3 separate regions of the Sus scrofa genome follow, and regions 2 and 3 are each linked to region 1. Evidence: chromatin contacts called from public HiChIP or PLAC-seq and promoter capture Hi-C data. All regions are on one chromosome and are shown on one strand. Each heading gives the region's core, a stretch centred on a gene start, on an enhancer-like site or on the middle of the called end of the contact. The rest is flanking DNA. Distances are from core to core; before and after follow the strand shown. Region 1 holds the start of ASTE1 (protein asteroid homolog 1). Region 2 holds the start of PIK3R4 (phosphoinositide 3-kinase regulatory subunit 4). Region 3 holds the start of MRPL3 (39S ribosomal protein L3, mitochondrial).

The links. Promoter capture Hi-C pulls out the DNA fragments that hold promoters and counts their contacts. HiChIP or PLAC-seq counts read pairs in DNA pulled down with a chosen protein or histone mark.
Region 2: an H3K27ac HiChIP or PLAC-seq map of alveolar macrophages shows a contact between it and region 1. The contact joins the promoter of PIK3R4 here to the promoter of ASTE1 in region 1. A contact is called at or near these places in 1 of 47 Hi-C or Micro-C datasets (heart right ventricle) and 1 of 2 datasets of contacts at active chromatin or transcription factors (alveolar macrophages).
Region 3: a contact with region 1 is called in a promoter capture Hi-C map of liver, with 6 times the contacts expected there. The contact joins the promoter of MRPL3 here to the promoter of ASTE1 in region 1. A contact is called at or near these places in 1 of 5 promoter capture datasets (liver), 4 of 47 Hi-C or Micro-C datasets (alveolar macrophages, differentiating spermatogonia, liver and 1 more) and 2 of 2 datasets of contacts at active chromatin or transcription factors (alveolar macrophages and skeletal muscle).

Annotation. Positions count from the first base shown.
Region 1 is chr13:1,433,334-1,437,609 of Sscrofa11.1, forward strand. It overlaps ASTE1 (protein asteroid homolog 1), which reads left to right and starts at 2,381. Exons shown (of 5, transcript XM_021071325.1): 1 at 2,381-2,539; 2 at 3,827-4,276. The coding sequence starts at 3,848. NEK11 (serine/threonine-protein kinase Nek11) reads right to left here and starts at 2,357. Exons shown (of 15, transcript XM_021071328.1): 1 at 2,208-2,357.
Region 2 is chr13:1,728,479-1,732,696 of Sscrofa11.1, forward strand. PIK3R4 (phosphoinositide 3-kinase regulatory subunit 4) reads left to right here and starts at 2,510. Exons shown (of 20, transcript XM_021071332.1): 1 at 2,510-3,019; 2 at 3,711-4,218. The coding sequence starts at 3,755.
Region 3 is chr13:982,976-987,543 of Sscrofa11.1, forward strand. MRPL3 (39S ribosomal protein L3, mitochondrial) reads left to right here and starts at 2,010. Exons shown (of 10, transcript XM_001925038.5): 1 at 2,010-2,269; 2 at 3,272-3,456; 3 at 4,451-4,542. The coding sequence starts at 2,025.

The DNA of each region.
Region 1 (4,276 bases), core at 1,131-3,630:
TGATTTTAAATTGAAGACTGTGCCTTGGAGTCAGGTTTCCATATCCAACAATTCCAAATCTGTCAGCTGTCAGTGAAAGGATGAAAATGCAACCTGACCCTCCCAGAACCCAGGAAGTTAATAAGAAGCTCTAAATGCCCTCGAATTCCAGACCCTGTTCCCTATAGGTAAAAGATCATACTTTTTGCTGTTTTAGGGCTTGCTTTCTGTTCTGTACAAAACTATGTGGAAGGGGAAAAACAGGCCCCTGAGTATGTGCCTCTATGCATGAAACTTCTTGAAACTGCTTGAGATAACAGGGAAAAGGGTTCCTAACTGCTTGTTTGGCTTCTGTAAAGCTGCTTGCATAAGACAAAAAGAGGAGAAATTAATCGCCTAACCGACCCCAGTAAGATCGGTTGCGCCACAAAATGTTGAAAATCCTGATAAATATATCTTGGCGACAATATGTCTCCCCCGCCCAGGGACAGGCACAAACACGTAACTCCAGAACAACTTAAAATTAATTGGGCCACAAAGCGCGGGCTCTCGAAGTTTTGAATTGACTGGTTTGTGATATTTTAAAATGATTAGTTTGTAAAAGCGCGGGCTTTGTTGTGAACCCCATAAAAGCTGTCCCGACTCCACACTCGCCGCCGCAGTCCTCTACCCCTGCGTGGCGTACGACTGTGGGCCCCAGCGCGCTTGGAATAAAAATCCTCTTGCTGTTTGCATCAAGACCGCTTCTCGTGAGTGATTTGGGGTGTCGCCTCTCCCGAGTCCGGACGAGGGGGATTTTCACTCGACTGGCCTTTCATCAGTATACATTATACTGTGTATAATGACAAAACAAGATGTTATCTGCATAGTTTGAGGTACATGGCCAACAGGCTTCATCATGGTGGTGGCAATTTCATTCTCAGAACAGAAAATAAACAAGGAAATGTTCATTTACAGCATTTCTCTTCTTGAAGTAGGGTATTCATCAGTTAAGTTTCACCTGAAGCCAGTGAGACAGAAACTAGTAACCAACGAAGGGAGAAAGGGAGGAAGGAAGGAACCGAGCTACCTGAGTGGCTATGTGATCATCACAATACTAAAACATTAGACCTAGGTTGGAACTTCAGACCTGGGACCCGTATCTCAAAATCCCTGAATTATGTGGTATTATCAAGATCACAGAAAATTAGTGAAATCTACTGCTGGAAAAAACAACTGGAGAGCTGGGCTCCCAGGATATCTTTTGTTAGCGTCCTCTGCTAGCATAAAAGTGATACTTTCTGGCCAAAGTAAGCTGTTAAGAAAAATGTACAGACTCAAAGCCTTTTCAACCAACAGGACCGTTTCAGCAATCCCCCTAATTGCAGAGATGAGATCAAGGTCCCTGCCTATGAAAGGTGAGAATAGCTCTGTGAAGGCTCTCCTTTGCAAATGAGCCTGTAAGCCCAGCAGTGTCTACGCAGTGTGGCCAGGGCCACAGAGCACTTCAGAACTAGGCTCCCTCTTCACAGTGGCAGCCGGGCTGACCCCTCCTCAGCCCTCTTTTGGGCCACTCACTCCATCAGTCTCTTCTGTGCAATCACAGAGCCACCCGAGAACGAACCACTTGGTCACTGGCCAGCGTTCCCTCGACCCCACCTCACAGAAGTAGTGAAGGAATCACACCTTTACCCCTGTACCCGCCGTGACCCGCACATAGTAGGACACGTGTTCAGCAAACTCTGTTGGGGCGCATAAATGTCCAGCAGACCAGCTGCTGCTCAAGGGGGAGAAAGTTTATGTGGTGAGGGGAGGGAAAGACTAAGAAAACTTAATGAGAAGCAGGAAAAAGTTGTACACTGTCCCTTGGGGTGGAACTTCATACCTGGGGGCAGAGACAGGAGAGGGGAGTGTTTATCAGAGTCTCTTCCTCGGTAATGACAGACAAGACAAAGCAGATCTGACACCAGATTTTGTTAAAGCAGGAATCTAACCTTAAAGGTAAATCTTAACCTGAGGTTAAACGAGTAATTTTCTGCCTTGAGTTTTTTTGTTTTTTGCTTTTTTAAATTTACATTATCGCCAAGCTGGATAACACAGAGAGAAGGCACCAGCCACACATCCTCCTGTGACTGGAGCCGGCCCGGGAGATGAGAACTGAGGGAAGTGAGGAGGCGCGGAGAGGCGGCCCCGAAACTGGCATCTTCCCGGGGACTGGAGCTCGCGTGTCGCGAGGAGCCTTCGCGTACCTTTCCAGGAGGAGGGCGAAGGGTGGCGGCGCGGAGGGCACTCAAGGTCCCGCTAGAAACTGGACGCCGGAGGGGTGCCTCACATCCGGGCTACGGAGCCCCAGACAAGTGCGTCGGGGGCTGTTGCCAGGGAGACGGCGCAGGGCGTGCCGGGAAGTCGGGGAGGCGGCCCTGAGTGAGTCACCGAGGCGGAAGTGGGCGCCGACACGGGTGGGCGGGGAAAAGGGGGCCGGCGGAGCAGGTCCCACTTCCCTAACCTGACGGCCTCCGTGCTTCCCAGCCTTCTCGAGCGGTCTTGCGCCAGGCCTAGAAGCTCCTCAGCCCACCGCGCGGTAGGCGCCTCTGGCTTCTGGGAACCGGGTTCTCGGGAGCTCCCCCTTGACATCATGCGCGAAGACTTCCGGTTCCGCTCTTGGGGTTGGGCTCCTGTGCTGGGTCCACTTGTGCGTCGCCGGTCTCTGCCCCCGTTTGCTTTAGAAAACAGATTTGCAGAGAGATAGGTACTATACAGAGAGAGGGCCGAGACTGGGGTGAAGTGAGTCGGGCACTAAATGTGAGGGGAAGCCCCAAAACTCTGCAATCAAGATAAATAAATTCTAATTCAGTATCTTTAAAAATCAAAACTAATGCAAAAAAAATTACATGTTTGACAAAATCTTACGATTTTAAGTAAAGATAGGATCGGTAACAATGCCCTGCTGAGCCATACTGGCGCCTGAGACCAAAGGAGAAACTAGTCATACTGATCCTATGACTTAAGTTAGCCTAGTGGGGAAGGATAGTGTCAGTAACTGGCCTCATATGCAAACACAGATGAGAAGCGCCCGTGGTTAAGTTCCTGGAGGCTTGAAGCAGTAGTTTTCCTTACTCAGAACTGGGCTAATTAGGACAGGCCCGCAAGCCAAGGCTTGAAAGCAATTCCCAGACTCTGATTATCAAAATAGAAAAACCGGATTCATATCATTGTCCCTATACACTTTAGTTAACTGAAGCCCAGTGCTTTCTGGTTAAATTATGATATTGAGGATGTCATTTTTATAACTTGGGACTTTTTACTTTGACCCTACAGAACTTGACCCCTGTGTTGTTGGATGGTGATTGTCTCAATATCGCGGTCTGCAGAGGTTGTATACATCCATCCCTGTCCAAAGATCAGACTCCATGAACCCACTGAGTTTGTGCCTCGTAGCAACATACAGGGAAAGTGGGAACGAAAAAGCACTCAGCTAGCTAGTATTGTCTGAGAATCTAGGTAAGAACTAAGATAGTGACAACTAATGTGTTCTACTTAAAAAGCTCTTCCTGGAGTTCCTGTCATGGCGCAGCAGAAATGAGCCTGACTAGGAACCATGAGGTTACAGGTTCAATCCCTGGCCTTGCTCAGTGGGTTAAGGATCCAGTGTTGCTGTGAGCTGTGGTGTAGGCCAGCAGCTACAGCTCCAAATGGACCCCTAGGCTGGGAACCTCCATATGCCACGGGTGTGGCCCTAAAAACAAAACAAAACAAACAAAAAAAAAACTCTTCCTAACATTTGCTGTTGATTTGATGGTGCTGGAAACAGTGACTTGGTCTCCCATAACCAATATGGATTCAGAGTGTGTTCTCTCCTTTTAAACAGGCAGTTCTTCAGACAATCGCCATGGGTATCCGAGGACTAATGAGTTTTGTGGAAGATCATAGCAATGAATTCTTCACTGACTTGAAGTTACGAGACACAAAAATAATCATTGACGGCTATGCTCTCTTCCACCGGCTTTGCTTCAATTCTAACTTGGAGCTCCGGTATGGAGGGGACTATGATTCCTTTGCAGATGTTGTACAAAAATTTTTTGAAGCACTCTTTGTTTGTAAAATCTGCCCATATGTTGTATTAGATGGAGGATGTGACATCTCCGATAAAAAGCTTAAAACTTTAAAGGACCGAGCCAGGGAGAAGATCCAGATGGCCCATTCCCTTTCTGTTGGTGGGGGTGGGTGTGTGTGTCCTTTGCTCATCCGAGAAGTCTTCATACAGGTTCTGATCAAGTTACAGGTATGTTTTGTCCAGTGCTTTTCAGAAGCAGATCGA
Region 2 (4,218 bases), core at 1,260-3,759, 300 kb after region 1:
AACGCAGGTTCTGAGCCTGCCGCTGCAACCTACACCACAGCTCACAGGAACGCCAGATCCTTAACACACTGAGCAAGGCCAGGGATTGAACCTGCAGCCTCATGGATACTAGTAGGGTTCATTACCACCACAGTGGAAACTCCCAAACTAACCATTTTTAATGTAAGCCTAAAAAAAGGGGAGGAGAAACTGGAATGAGGTAAACATAGATATATTATAATCATTTATTTTGGCCGTACCTGCAGTATGCAGAAGTTCCCAAGCCAGGGGTTGAATCCATGCCATAGCAATGTCATGAGCCATGGCGGTGACAACGCTGGACCCTTAACTTGCTGAACCACATGGGAACTCTTATAGTTGTATTTTAAAAAAAGATTACTGGAGTAGTAGCCCTATTAGATGTTGCAACAATTTTACATGATTAAAACAGTACTGCCCAATGAATAAAATGGCAACTCAATGGAGAGAAGAAAAATTCAGCAGAAGGCTCAATGATACAGGAAATTTGTACACGATAAATATGACATTTCAAATCACTGGAGGAAAAATAGATTACCTGTTGACATTTCTTTTGATATTGGAGTATCCCTCTACAGGAAAAATAAAGTTGGACCAGTACTTCAGAAATTTAAAAATGCGAAACAATCCAGCATAAATCATGGGAGAAGTATAGAAACTAATATGGTGGGTTTGGAATACCTTTTCTGAGTAGGTTTCAGAGTCCAGACGTCATAACAACGATGGTGGCCTGGCCTATGCCCTGGAGAGATGGCAGTGGTTGGCTTCAAGCATATTTTGGAGGTGGAATCAGCAGGCATAGGTGATTATTGAATAGGGTGGGTGAAAGAGGGAATGAATAGAAAAATGTCAAAGATGAAGAAGACTTCCAAGTTTGTAGTTTGAGGAATCTAGTGGGTAGTAGTACTGTCTACTGAGATGGGGAAGATGGTAGAGAGGATGTTGCAGGGATAATAAAAAAATTCAGCTCCAGATTAAAACATTTTGTGCTTCAAAGGACACCAATAGAAAGAAAAAAAGACAACATAGAGAAAAACTATTTGCAAATTTGATATGGGACTTACATCCATAATATGTAAAAAACTCTTAAAAAATCAACATTCAAAAGACTATCTGATTAAAAGTGGGCAGAGGCTTTGAATATATATAAAGGATTTTATATATCCAAAGAAGATATAAAGATGACCACCAAGCATGTGAAAATACACTCAACATTAGTTATTATGAAATTGCAAATAAAGCCTACGATGAGATATTACATCATACCAAGTAGGATTGCCATAATAAAAAAGATAACAACATGTGTCAATGAGCATATAGAGAAGTTGGAACCCTTATGTATTGTTAGTAGGAATGTGAAATGGTACAGCAACTTTGGAAAACAGTTTGGCAGTTTTTTAGTATATTAAACATAGAATTACAATGTGAGTCTACAATTGCACTCCTAGGTGTTTACTCAAGAGAAGTGAAAACATGACCACCCAAAGCCTTATACATGAATGAACAGCAGCATTATTTGTTAATACCAAAAAGTGGACACAAAATATGTCTATCAACTAATGAACAAAGAAAATTTATATTCATACAATAGAATATTTGGCAATGAAAGGAAATGAAATTCTGATAGAAGCTACAAAAGGGATAATCCTCAAAATGTGAAGTGAGGGAGTTCCCCTTGTGGTGAAGTGGAAATGAATCTGACTAGTAACCATGAAGATGGTTTGATCCCTGGTCTTCCTCAGTGGGTTAAGGTCTGGCCTTGGGGTGAGCTGTGGTGTAGGTTGCAGAGGGCTCAGATCTGGCTGTTGCTGTGGCATGGGCCAGTGGCTACAGATCAGATTGGACCCCTAGCCTGGGAACCTCCATATGCAGAGGGTGTGCCTCCCCCCGCAAGAAAAAGAGGAAAAAAAAAAAAGGAAAGTGAAAGAAGTCAGTCACAAGGACCACATGTTGTATACCATATATATAAAATGTCCAGAATAGGCGAGAAAGAGAAATTGATTAGTAGTTGCCTAGGGCCCAGAGCGGGATGAGCAATTGGTAGAATGAGCAGTGACAGCTAATAGCTACAGGGTTTCATTTTGGAGGTCAGGAAAATGTTCTGAAGTTAGATTATAAGGATGATTGAACAACCATGTAAATATATAAATACACATTGATTTGTGTATTTTAAACAGATGAATTTTATATAGAAGGTAAATTATCTCTATAAAGCTCTTAAAAAATTCGACTTGGGATATCTTGACTTTCTTAAGCCTGTGAATTCTCCAAAAGGACTCCGTTCTGGTGTTCTTGGCTGAATGGCGTCTGAATAAGTTCTGAGGGATGTCAGAAATCCTCAGAGTTCAGGGATTCGGTAGAAGAACAGGATGGGGAGTAGACCGATGTGTTAGCATCCTGTTTTCTTCCTCCAAGTTCCCAGCGCGAGGCCACGCCTCTCTCTCGTTTCCTAGCAACTAGCTCCCAACTCGCCCTCCTCCAGTCTCACTCTGCGGTCACTTCCGCTCCGCGACAGGAAGTGAGGTCAGAGCCGGCAGCTTTCCCGGGAGTTCGGCTTTGCGGCGTCTGCAGCTGGAGAAGCCGAGTTTCCCAGGACGTGGCCACCTTCCTCTCTCCCGGGTTTCACCTCCCGCGGGTGGAGAAGCCCTCGAGGAGTCAGAGGGCTGCAAGGGTGCAGGTCCGCTCCAGAGGAAGGCGAGGCGCGGCAGCGCGTGGCTGCCGGGGCGGAGGAGGGGACTGGCGGGGCGAGTCGCTGGAGTCGGTGGGGTCTTCTCAGCTTGGCCCTGTATCTCCTGAGGCCCCGAGAACTTCTCACCTCTCCCCGGTGGGCTGCAGGGGTCGTGGAGACTGGGGCTCCCCTGCTCCCCTTTGAAGGAAGACCCCTCTTAGAGAAGACTCGCCCGGCAGCTGCTGACTTCTTTCCCCGCCCAGACCCCAGAGTGACTCGCCATGACCTCACCGTGAGCGAGCGATTGGCTTGTGACCCTTCTAGAACCCCAGGGTAAATATTTGCGTGTGTGCCCCGCCGTGTATGCATGTGTGTTTTCATTCCCTGCAAAATCTGAGATAGGATAACCCTGAGCTGTGTTTGGCAAATGGGTATTTTGGTTTACTTTTCTTTAACATTTCTGCTGGGGTTTCTTCCCTGTTACAAACCAAACAACTCTGCCTTCTGTTAGCTGAGTGGGAAGGGGCAATGGAATTAGGCCGGCAGGGCCCAGGAGATGCTGAGTGTTTGGATTTTTTTTTTTTTTAGCCCGACCTTTTTGTAATAGGCGATTCTTATTCAGATTTAAGTTTTTAAGGTATTTGGGTTTTATATTCAAGACTGCAGGTTTTTGGACAAAGACTGTCATATAGTACTTTTGTGACTCTTACAGCCTCAAACAATACTGAAGTAAAGGCTCATTAAATTTTCAAATATTAGAAAACACACATTCTACCGTTTTCAACGTAATATTGAAGGGGCCTATTTCCATATAGGTCAACTCTTGGAAAGGACAACATAAAATATCACGATCTTTTTAGATAAATATGTTTGAAATGCTAGATGCTGCCTAGAAGGCTAAGTACAGTGCTCTCGGTGGAGGAGAAATGGTGTTCATCTATCATTTAGAAAGAGGCCGCATGAATAGTGGTGTTTCATTGCTTTTTTTTTTTTCCCTTTTTCTCTTTCCTTTTTTTTTCAGTAGGTGTTGTATCCTAACTTACTGACGCAGAGGTGCCTGCTGCCATTATGGGAAACCAGCTCGCTGGCATTGCTCCTTCCCAGATTCTTTCTGTGGAGAGTTATTTCTCAGACATCCATGACTTCGAATATGATAAGAGTCTGGGGAGTACTCGTTTCTTTAAAGTTGCTCGAGCAAAACACCGAGAGGGCCTGGTGGTTGTGAAGGTCTTTGCAATTCAAGATCCCACATTGCCTCTAACCAGCTATAAACAAGAGCTGGAGGAACTGAAAATCAGGCTTCATTCTGCACAGAACTGTCTGCCTTTCCAGAAAGCAGTGGAAAAAGCATCTGAGAAAGCAGCCATGCTCTTTAGGCAGTATGTGCGAGACAACCTCTATGATCGAATCAGCACCCGTCCCTTCTTAAATAACATCGAGAAGCGCTGGATCGCTTTCCAGATCCTAACTGCTGTGGAGCAAGCACACAAATCTGGAGTGCGTCATGGGGACATCAAGACTGAGAATGTAAT
Region 3 (4,568 bases), core at 760-3,259, 450 kb before region 1:
TTGATTAGCAGCATACTATAGTGACTAAATCAAGTAAAATGATACCTACCAGACATGGCTAGCAATCAGGAGATGTGTGCTCTGTGACAGCAGACAAAACATGATTTCCTTTGATTTAGTTCAGCAGTAGTGCCTGCTAAGGATGTCTTTTACTCACGGTTGCCATTATGGACCGAGAGAGATTTGGCGCCAGGGGCAAAGGTTAGACTGAATGGCTGCCTCCTCATTCCTCACAGACCGCTGTGTATGATATGTTCACTTACCAGTTTTCCTCTATGCTATAGAGGAATTACAATGCAAGGGTAACAACATATTTGTCTTAGAGAATCAAAGAAACAAAATAGTTGAGAGCATAGGCTCTGTGGTCACACCACTGAGATTTAAGTCCACCCTTACTAGCTGAGTTAAATTGTATCATCTCTCTGTGTTTATTTTCCCAATTGTAAAATGGAGATAATTATACATATTATCATGTGAGGTCATTATAAAGATTAAGTGAGGAAATACACTGAAAGAGTTAAAATGAATCCTGTTAGGAATCAGACTGCTGTGTTTATAGAGGAATATCAATAAAATCTTTCTAAGAGACTGCCGTCTTATCCCAGCTACAAAATGACTAACAGTTCCTTCTGAGTGATTTCTGCTCCCTCACTGGCATCATCCCTAATCTCACTTTGTCCTTCTTTCCGCCAGAACAAAATGATTGAGTTGTCCAAATGCTGAATTGTCCTTGCTTCTTGATAGCATCCATTCCAAAACAAGTCCCTGTTTCCCTGATGCCACCTTAAAATCACCCATCATAAGTCCAAATCTTATAATTCCTTTACATAGACAACTCCTGAGGTGTATATTTTCTTGTGCTGCAGCAAGCTAATAAAATTTAACCTTGTTTGAGTTCAGGTGGTCTCTGACTGATAGGCTTCCACAATACTAAATGCATATTATAGCACAGTATACACACAAGACACACTAGCCATTGACAGTAGTAGGCGATGTTTTTATAGAACAGCCCAAGTAATCAGCAGGAACTGAGCATTGCCTGGACTTTTTAAGCCAAGCTAGCCAGATCTCAAATAAGAAGAGGCTCTTGAAATAACTAAAATTTTAAGTTCTTATTTCCCAATTTCTATAGACACCCATTTGACAAAGAAAGAAAAACATTTCTGAAGTAATAGAATGAATGCCCAAGATATACACATGGTGGTTAGGTGACTCTGGGACCCAGGATAAGGATTTCTTTGGGCAGAAGGTGTATTAGGTATCTATTTAGTGACTCAAGATAAGAGTAATCATTTATTCTCTCTGGCAATTTCTTCTGGTGAAGAACCCATGAGTTCCCTGGTTGGATGGTTCAGGCTCAAAGTCCGTCAGGAGTTGCAGTCATCTGAAAGGTTCCTGGGACTGGCAACCTTCCTTCCCCTTCCTACGTGGCTCACTCCTAGCGGAAAAGTTGGTTCCTCTACACATGGGCCTCTTTACAGAGTGTCTGTAGGACATGACCGCTAGGTTTCCCCATAGGGAGCCAGCCGTCCAGGAGCCCAAGACAGTAGCAATACCTTCTACGATCCAGTCCTGGAAGTCACACATCATTAACTTGGTCATATTCTACCAGCACACGCCAACCGTGTTTCAATGCCAACTCTGCCCATCTGCCAAATGTGCTCTTTTGGACCAGCACCAAAATTCTGTGTACCCTCATTGATAATATAAAAAATAAGTCTTTTTTTCAGGGCTGTTTCAACGTAAACCAATATAAGAATATCAAGCACTGTTAGTACAATGAACTGCCCCATAACGGGCATTATTTAGAAGTGATTTCGCTTCCTTAGGAAGCCTATCCCTAGTTCGCCTCATTCTCCTAAAGTTTAAACTCCGACCTTTCGTTTTTCCCACCCCTGGAAACCTAGTCACTCAGACCCCACCCTACAGCTCGGCCTCGGCTCCGTAGTAGGACTGTTCCAGAGACGGAACTCTAGTTTCCGGGGCTGACCCCGGCGCCGGCGCGCATTGCTGCTGGACCGGAAATGGCTCCGGCAGCTCTTCTTCCGTCGTGGGGGCAGCGGGGAGCAGCGGCTGGCGGCGGCGGAAAGGCTTGGGAGGGTCGGCGGCGGAACGCCCTGAAAGCGGAGTGGCGGGGCGCCCAGAGGTGTAGCGGTCGCGCCCTCCTCGGCCTCACTATGCCCGGCTGGGGGCTGCTGGGTAGGGCCGGCGCCCGGGTACTGGGCTGCGGCGCGGATGGCCTGGGTGCCTCCCGGGGCTTGGGAAACAGGTGGGTGCGGAGGAGAGGCGGGGGCGGATGGTGGTCCCTGCATCAGCGGCCCTGGGCCATAGACTGGCCCCGCGCTGAAAGGTGCGCCCTGGGTTGGGGAGGAAAGTTCCAGCTCTGCCTTAAGAGAGAGGACGTGCCCTTTGAAGGATTGAAGGGGCGATTTTTTACCCCCCGTGCTGCAGCGAGCATTACCAACAGCAATAATATTATCTGCCAGTTAGGGAGAATTTACTCCGTCCTAAATGCTCAGGTACTTTAGGCGCCTTAGCTGATGTAGCCTCACGTGAGAGCTGCTGTCATCCGTTTTAAAGATATTACTCCGTCTTATCTTTATTCCGTTGCATATAAAAGGGAGACTGGAGAAGTAGTTTGCCCAAGGTCGCTTAGCTAGTAAGTGCAAAATCGAGACTCTAGCTGATCTATGTACCTGTCAGCAAAGGAGAGGTAGAGCACAGAAGGCTTTTCTGACCCTCCTTGCAAGAATTACACACACCTCTTTCTTGACCTTCTCTGTAAGGTCTGTTTTGATTTGTTCAGCTAGTTTGAGGTTATGTCTTTTAGGGATTTTTAAAATTTGTACACCCAGTTTCCTTATCACTCAGCCTAGGGCATGTTCTTTCAGGGAAGAGGTGAATTTATCAGAGAAAGATGTGTATCCCACATTCTGTCACCTCTACTGGATGTAAACTGTTAAGGTACATGTTTAAATAGACCTGTGGCTTCTCTTGCCTACATAAAGACTACTGTTAGAAATCTACATAAAGATTTCTGTTGGAAATCTGTTGATCCCGGAGAAGAGGAAGAACTTTTCCTCCACAGTAGCCATTGGCAGTTAAAATGTGAACCCCATTATCATGAGGAATGTCAAGGGAAAAACTAGAACCGGAACCCAACCCTTTCCTAAGGCCCTGGCTACACTTTTCAGCTTATGTAACCTTCATTCCGTAACATTAAGTGGGGAAACGTGAATTGTGCTTTGTTTTCTAATTTTTATTTTTACAGAACAGACATCTGTCTTTTGGTTAGAAGTCTCCATGGCAAGAGTGTTACTTGGTGGGATGAGCATCTTTCTGAAGAAAACGTTCCCTTTGTTAAGCAGTTGGTCTCTGATGAAAATAAAGCCCAATTAGCAAGTAAACTCTGTCCTCTGAAAGATGAGCCATGGCCTATACACCCTTGGGAACCAGGTGGTTATTTTGTATATGTTGTGTTTTCATCACCTAATTACTATATAGTTTCTAGATAAATTTGTCATCTCTTGAATTTAGTTTTTGTGTCTTAAGTGTGTCTGTTTCATTGTGGTTTGGTTTGCAAGTATATTTCTGGCATCCTAGTCTACTGTTAGTGAATGTCTGATAATCATCAGGATATAAAGAAGTTGCTTTGTAGGTGAAAAGAGAGTCATTCTGCAAATGTTTTCTTGTTTTTTTCAGATAAAAAGTAATATTAAATCAGGGAAGGAAAGCTGGAAGAGTGTGATCTAAACTGTAGTGTATTACACTGACATTTGCAGTTGGGGTATTCTAGCACTCCAGGCCTGCCAAGCATACCCCCAGAATCAGCAGTTTTTATTTCTGGTAGACTACTAAATCCACATGTGGCCAGACCAAGAAACCTAAAGCTTTTCCTGTTGAAGGTGTTGTCTTTGGTTGGGGTTTATTGTGGCTGTTGAATTATACAATGACTGAAGTTGTTAGTGGAGCAGCGTATCAATGTATGCAATAAATCAGGTTTCATGATGGATGCTGACATACTTTAGCAACATAAGCACCTGTGTCATTCGTATAACTCCAGCTGACTTCTTGGAATTTGAGTAGCAGGTGTATTCTGTGGATATGAATTGATACCAGGAAAGCAAAGTATCATGATAGATTTATCATATCCTCCTTTAATATAATTATTTTAAATACCAGAATATACCAGTTTAACTGTTTCCTTTATTTTGTACAGTCCTCTTATATGTTTTCATTTAATAGAGATTTGTTGAGTACCAACATGTTATGTCAGGAGTAGTTGCAGGCACTTATATCTGTAAAGGACAGTTGTATTTTACTTTGTGAATATATCAGCATGTTTCTTATCTGCCTGCTTCTTGTTATTGAAACCAGAATTTAGGAAATACTGTTGTATTGACAGGTGATGAAAAAACTATGTGAACATTGATTTGTTTCTAACTGCCAGGTTCCTCTAGAGTAGGCCTCATTGCACTGAAGCTAGGCATGATGCCCTTATGGACCAAAGATGGTCAGAAGCATGTAGTCACGTTACTTCAGGTAAGAAACAAGATGTAATTCAGCTG